Regions from separate parts of the Ovis aries genome. Here region 1 is linked to region 2. A link is a contact called in public Hi-C data. All regions are on one chromosome and are shown on one strand. The core of a region is the stretch at or near the end of the contact, and the rest is flanking DNA. Distances in the headings are between cores, read along the strand shown. Region 1 holds the start of TREX1 (three prime repair exonuclease 1). Region 2 holds the start of NCKIPSD (NCK interacting protein with SH3 domain).

Evidence for each region. A called contact is a pair of places that touch in the nucleus more often than the background predicts.
Region 1: a Hi-C map of muscle shows a contact between it and region 2, with 6 times the contacts expected there. The contact joins the promoter of TREX1 here to the promoter of NCKIPSD in region 2. A contact is called at or near these places in 8 of 16 Hi-C or Micro-C datasets (blood, hypothalamus, liver and 2 more).

The regions. Positions count from the first base shown.
Region 1 is chr19:51,426,298-51,429,841 of ARS-UI_Ramb_v3.0, reverse strand. It overlaps TREX1 (three prime repair exonuclease 1), which reads left to right and starts at 1,576. Exons shown (of 2, transcript XM_004023398.5): 1 at 1,576-1,664; 2 at 1,956-2,969. The coding sequence starts at 1,977. The coding sequence ends at 2,924. It overlaps ATRIP (ATR interacting protein), which reads left to right. Exons shown (of 14, transcript XM_027957678.2): 12 at 214-466; 13 at 875-1,664; 14 at 2,316-2,969. The coding sequence ends at 942. SHISA5 (shisa family member 5) reads right to left here. Exons shown (of 5, transcript XM_042236278.2): 5 at 3,107-3,544.
Region 2 is chr19:51,239,423-51,242,813 of ARS-UI_Ramb_v3.0, reverse strand. It overlaps NCKIPSD (NCK interacting protein with SH3 domain), which reads right to left and starts at 1,382. Exons shown (of 13, transcript XM_042236264.2): 1 at 1,115-1,382. The coding sequence starts at 1,285. IP6K2 (inositol hexakisphosphate kinase 2) reads right to left here. Exons shown (of 7, transcript XM_042236266.2): 7 at 3,198-3,391.

The DNA.
Region 1 (3,544 bases), core at 327-2,826, 190 kb before region 2:
GGGGCGGAAGGGGGCTGGCAGCGGGCAGCCCTGCTGGTGGGTGACAGGGCTGTCTGAGAGCATCCTATGCTCCTTCACCAGGGCTGGACCCTGGTGCTGCCGCTCAGAACCCTCCTCACCCTGGGGGGAGGCTAGGACCGGGGCTGCCCCGCCGAGCGGGTGGTCTGGGTACAGAGGCCACATGCCCTGACCTCCGCCCACGCCCTCCCGCAGGTGGTCAGAGCACTCACGGTGGTGCTGCACAGACAGTGGCTGACGGTGCGGCGGGCAGGGGGCCCCCCGCAGACCGAGCGGCAGAGGCGGACGGTGCGGTGTCTGCGGGACACGGTGCTGCTGCTGCACGGCCTGTCCCAGAAGGACAAGCTCTTCACGGTGCACTGCGTGGAGGTCCTGCACCAGTACGACCAGGTCATGCCCGGGGTCAGCATGCTGATTCGAGGGCTTCCTGACGTGACCGACTGTGAAGGTGAGCCTGCAGTAGGCGCCCCCACCCCAGCACCCACGTGGGGTCGGCCCTGAAGTCCCCAGGCGAGTCAGACCCTCTGGCCTTAAGTCAGCGGCCCACCATCCACACAGCCTTTGCCAGCACCAGGCCACTCCTCCTTTTCCTGCTCTGGCTCCTCTCTCAGTGTATCAGCCTGCCTTTGGCTCGTATCTACTGAGTCAGCCAGGCAGAGCCACGGCTTTTCCAGAAACATCCCTGTCTGAATTGCCTTTCTGTCACTTTGCTTGCAGTAGCTGAGGGAGCGAGGCCTGGGCGTGGAAGGGACTGGTTAGTTCCTGTGGGCCTGGGGGGGCGGACGGAGTGGTGGGGCCACCCCCAGTCCCAGCACCTTTGGGCCTTCACCACAGAACCTTCTGGGTTTTGGCTCAGAGGCGGCCCTGGAGGATCTCTGTGCCGTGGAGACCGACGCGGACGAGCCCGAGATGGACTGTGGCTGAGGCCTGTGAGCACCGAGCCACACGGTGGCACCAGAGCCACTCCTGTCCTTCCCTCCTCCTCTGATTAAAAGCACTGACTGGCTGAGAGCACGCCAGCTTTCTGTTTCCTGAGTTTGCTCCGCATGGGCAGAGCGGGAGGGGCAGAGCAGAGCGGGAGGGGCAGAGCAGAGCGGGAGGGGCAGAGCAGAGCGGAGCCCCAGCCCCATGGGGATGAATCTGCCCTGGGGAAGGAGCCCTGCCCCTGTGGATTTGCCCTGAGTCATCCCTCTCTCCTGAGGCCACCGGAAGAAACCATTGTGCGCAGGGGTGGAGGCGGCCCTCAGCCCAGGCCTAAACCAGGGAGGCCTGGGAAAGTGAGGCGACGGACTGGGTGCAAAATGGCCATGGCAGGGCGGCTCCCGGCAGGCCGAGTCATGGAGCCAACCTCCCCCCATAGCCTGGTCCTCCCACCGTGAGCGTGTGAGGGCCCTGGTGCACCATGCTAGCCAGTGGGCCCACAGCCAGAGATCTGAGGCCTTTGGGGCAGCCCTGCGGGTGCCTGGGGAAGGACGGGTGCTATTAGGAGGGATGGCCCAGGCCAGCTGACAAGCGGGGCGGGCCGTGCTCACACCAGCCGTTGGGCGGGCTCAGGCCAAGTTTCACTTCCCGCCACTGCTGCTGCCGGCAGCAAGAACCAGCCAGAGAGTGTGTACCCTGAGTCATTGCTGCCTGCTGGCTCCTCGGTAAGTGAGAACCCCCAAGGGGATGAGGCAGGGTGGGAGGGCTGTGGGTACCCCAACACACACTAAGAGGGCCCCAGGGGAGGAGCTGAGCCTTCCCCTGGACAGCTGAGTGAGCAGGTCCCACTAAGGAAGCCACCCTACCTTCTCTGTCTTCCTGCCTGATAGTGGGTGCTGGAGCTCAGCAACAGGATCTAATGGGGCAGGGAAGGCCTGAGGTGCTCCCACTCCACCTGCCTTACCGCCCGTCAGCGAGCACTCACGTTCCCACCCCGACCCCTTGCTCCTCCCCAGGCTCAGCGGCAGACACCCACCATGGGCTCACGGGCCCTGCCCCCGGGGCCTGTGCAGACCCTCATCTTCCTGGATTTGGAGGCCACTGGCCTGCCCTTCTCCCAGCCCAAGATCACCGAGCTGTGCCTGCTGGCCATCCACAGATATGCCCTGGAGGGCCTTTCCACCCCTCAGGGGTCTCCACCAACGGCACCCCCGCCACCCCGGGTGCTAGACAAGCTCTCCCTGTGTGTGGCTCCAGGGAAGGCATGCAGCCCCGTGGCCAGCGAGATCACGGGCCTGAGCACTGCCGTGCTGGCTGCACATGGGCATCGGGTCTTTGACGCCGACCTGGTCAACCTGATCCGCGCCTTCCTACAGCGCCAGCCGCAGCCTTGGTGCCTTGTGGCCCACAATGGTGACCGCTACGACTTCCCCCTGCTCCGGGCCGAGCTGGCGCTGCTGGGCCTGGCCAGTGCTTTGGACGATGCCTTCTGTGTGGACAGCATCGCTGCTCTGAAGGCTCTGGAGCCGGCTGGCAGCTCCTCAGAGCATGGCCCAAGGAAGAGCTACAGCCTGGGCAGCATCTACACACGCCTATACGGGCAGGCCCCGCCAGACTCGCATACCGCCGAGGGGGACGTGCTCGCCCTGCTAAGCATCTGTCAGTGGAGGCCGCGGGCCCTGCTACGGTGGGTGGATGCTCATGCCAAGCCCTTCAGCACCGTCAAGCCAATGTACGTGGTCACAGCATCTACTGGAACCAACCCGAGGCCATCTGCTGTCACAGCCACTGTGCCCCTGGCCAGAGCCAATGACACCGGCCCCAAGCTTCGCGGAGACAGGAGCCCCAAGCCAGCCCCTCCCCCAGTGAAGTGCCCTGGAGCCCCACCCGGGGAGGGGCTGCTGGCCCCCCTGGGCCTTCTGGCCTTCCTGACTTTGGCGGTAGCCATGCTGTATGGGCTGTCCCTGGCCATGCCCGGGCAATAGGCCAGCAAGGGAAGTCTGACTAATAAAAAACCCCCACAGCACTGAGCGATCACTCACCTCTACCTGCTGTGGTGGCCTTACAGCTTCCTGCCCACGCTCAGAGACCTGGGGCCAGGGGCACAGAAAATGAGTCTTTACCCCTAATCCCAGCAGCCAGGGCTACAATGAAAGGAGGCAACAGCTCGAAATATCTGCATTTATTACAAACAAGGGTGCAGACCCAAGACTCCAAACACATTAAGAGGTCCCAACCTACGACATGGTAAGACACAGACAGAGGGGTGGGGAACACCGAGGTATGTGTCTAGGTCACAGGAGCCCCCTCAGGGTCCCCTCCACCTTTGGTCCAGACGACACCTTGACCCAGGTGTCCCCGCTGCCAGGACACACCTAGGCCCGGGGTCCAGCAGCCGGGTAGCCTGTGAGGCTGGTGATGGAGAAGCAGGAACTCAGAGTCCCTCTCCTCTCAGGGAAGTCTCCCTCTAGGACCCAACGGTTTCAGCCTCACAGCAACCATTACACACATTTTGAAACAGAAAACAGGTAAAATAGTTAGTGAACAGTAAAATAAAAACACTGCAGGGAGGACACCTGAGTGGACAAGTGGTCAGAGGCTGCCC
Region 2 (3,391 bases), core at 133-2,632:
CCCAGGCACTCCTGGATGCCACGAGGCCAAGGGTCCAGGGCCCCGGGCCCATCCCCTCGGGTAAAAGCCACAGATGACATCTCCAAATTTATCCTGTTATTTCTGTCCTGAACTGGGCCGGCTTGGGATGCTTCCTTCAGCCAGAGACTAGGATGGGGCGGGGGTGTCTGGCACAGGGCAGGCCTGGAGGCTCTGGGCCCTCCTTCCCCCTGAGATCAGAATAGACCAGCTGGAGACAATGCAGCCCAACCCCCACACCAGGTCTATTCTGGGGGAAACAGGAACTGGGGCTGTACCTCCAGTGGAAGGAAACAGGGGAGCCATGGCCACACCAGGGGAAGCCGTGGGGAAGTCCCACTTCCTTGCTAAGGGAGCAGCTCCCACCCTAGGCTGGGGACAAGGAAGGCTCAGGCTCCCTCACTTTCCAAGAAAGGAAGTCTGAAAAGTCAGGGCCTGAGGCTTGTAGTGCCAGGGAGTGTCAGCAGGAGCTGGGAACCCAGGCTCAAAGTAGATTGACGAAAGTGTTTTGGGAAGAGCTTAGGGGCTGAATAAGTACAGGACAATAAAAGATATTGAGGTCTCAGGGCTTGGGGGGTCACTTAGGGGATGGGGGTGTACACGGCTTCCTGGTCCAAGTGCGGGGGGGTGGGATGGGAGGGTGAAGACGTAGAAGATGGCTGGGGAAACAGAAAGTGCCCAGGGTTGCCGGGGGTCTCAGGGGTGGAAGCTGTGGAAGAGGAGGCAAGAGTGTTGGGATCCTGGTGATCCAGGCGAGGGGCCAATTAAGTCAGGGGTTTCCGTGACCTGGGGAACTGCTCAGTATCTGGTGTACTGGAATCTCGGGGCTGACTCTTGAATTGTATTCGGCTGGGGATTCAGATGTGGGGTCTGGGGCCTCGGTCCCAGAGTTAGGCTTTAGGTAGGTCTGGAGTCCTCAAGAGTTGGCTGTCAAGGGCCTGGTCCTCTGTGGAGGGAGCGGGCTCTCAGGGTCCCAGTCCCCGCGGGGTCTCTCGGTCAGGTTCTCAAAGTCCTCATCTGCTGGAGGTCCCGACCGGCCGGTGATGGAGCTCAGTCTAGGGGCGGCGGAGGCCGGGCCGGGGAGGGGCACACTCACCTGCAGGCGGCGCAGGTAGGCGGGCGGCACGTAGCCGGTCTCACCGCTGCGCGCCCGCGCCGCCAACCACCAGTGCGCGCTGCTGCGCTCCAGCACCAGGAAGGTCTCGCCCGCGGCGAACGCCAGCGCATTGGGCTCCGCCGAGCGGAACGCGTACAGCGCGCGGTACATGAGGCCGAGTCGCGCCGGGGCAGGGGAGACGGCGCGGGGCTGAAGAACCAGGACGCCAGGCCGGCAGCTCCTCGCCGTGCTCGCCCTGCCCCGTGACACACGGCGCGTGCGCGCGCGCGCCCGCCAGCCCGCCGCAGTCCCGCCCCGGCAGTGTCGGCTCCTGCGCGGGAGCGCGGCGCCCCCTGGCGGCCCCGAGGGGCGCGGCTCTCGAGAGTCCACCGCCCTTTCCGAGGACTGTCTTCTCCAAGCTCCAGACTCCCTGACCCGGCACCCCGCCTAGAGCCCCCAGCCCCAGCTGCTCCTGCCCGGCCCTCCACTCCTTTTACCGGCTCAAGCCCTAGTACTGCGGCCCACCCTACTTCACAAAGGAGAGCTCGCCCGCAGCCCAAAGGCAGAGCCTGTGTCCTGTGCTGATAAGCCTCTTGCATCTATGCCACCCCAGGGAAGTGGATCCTGACCTACTAAATTAAGGACAGCAACCCCGGGTCTCTTGTGTCTCGAGGCGTGCTGAGCTCACTTCTTTAAGCGCCAGCGGTGGGCAACGGGGAGCAAGAGTGGAGAGGGGGCTGCAGAAACAAAAACCAGGTCAGGCCATTTCGCTGCCCATAGTCCTCCCATCCTCAGTCCCCGTCGCTTCTCTTCTGCCACTGACTACTCTCTTCCTCTCTAACGTGGGTCCTTGCATATCCATTCTTCTGCCTGGGACACTACTTCCCTCCTCACAGCATAAGGTCAGGCTCCCACCCTTATCAGTCACTTCCACATCACTCTCTTCTGCGGTCTTTGGAGACTTACAAATCCGTTATCTTTATTTCTGATGCTTCCTTCTGAGAGCAGATAGAAGGGCTGGTGGATGAGGATTGGGGTACCATGTGGCGTTAAGAGCCTGTCTGGCCCACCTTCCAGTCAGCCCTGACCTGGGGAGGTCATTGTAGTCCTATGAAGCAGCAGGGAAAACCAAGGGTACCTGGGTTTCAATAAACCCAGAGTTCTGGGGACCACCCATCGCCGTCCAGAGACTGGTCCAGTCACATTCTTCTCTGGAAGCCTGGACCCAGGGAGCAGGTAGGCACAACCCGGCCAGTGTATGCAGGTGGGTGATTTTGGATATAGTGGATATAGGCACAGGACCTGGGAGAGAAGGTGCTGAGAGGTTCAAGCAAGAGGTGGGGCTGCTAGACCTGGACATCCAGATCCTCCTTTCTTGGCACTAGTTCCGGGTCCTTCTCCCTCATGCCTGTGCCAGCAGTTCGAGATCTCGTGCCACACTTCTCCCTGAAACCCTCTGAGAACAGAGCAGAAACAGCTCTCTTGGGGGCTGCCCGGCTGGAACCATATGAAGGATGGCACTGGCATGGCTGCAGTGGGCTCCAGGGCTGGGTAGGAGTGCTGGCAGATGGTGTGGCCAAGAGGACCACTCTCCGTCAAGCCCCTCACCTCCTGGGACCTCCTGGGACCTTGACCCCAGAGCCAATGGCCGCCAACAGACGAAAGACTGGTGGCCACTTAAGGTCCCAGGATTGGCTCCAGGATGCCTGACATCACAAGGTCCGGCCAATTAGCTGCTGCCAGTGGCAGAGGAGCTGGACCCAAGGTTAGGCACACCTGCTGTCCAACTCTGACTGAAGCTATGTTGAGGGCAGGGAAAGACCTGTGTCAAGAGTCAAGCGCAGTTCTCTGCATAAGGGTGCTGGGATGGACCCATTTAAGGTTATGCCTGTGGGTGCTTGGTTAGTGGACTGAGGACTTAGCCAGGAGACTATGGTGACTTCAGGGCCCATGGGGTGGGGGCAGTGGCAAGGAGGACACTGCTGGACCAGGGTGGAGGTCGTGGCATGTGTGACGTTTCCGAGGGTTGGGAGGGGGGCTGGCTGCCAGCCCCCTATCCCTGGCAAGAACGACAGCAGCACTGTTACAATTAACAAAAAGATTTGTATTAGAACATTTACACTCAGGGAAGAAAGAGGTATCTGCATCATCAAATGTGGAATGTCGAAGAAATAGTTAAAATAAATAAAGACTCCGAGCGCGACTGGGGCTGGCTCAGGCTGGGACTCACAGAGGCCTCTGCGCATCAGCTCCAGGCTGCAGGGCCACCGCCTGGCC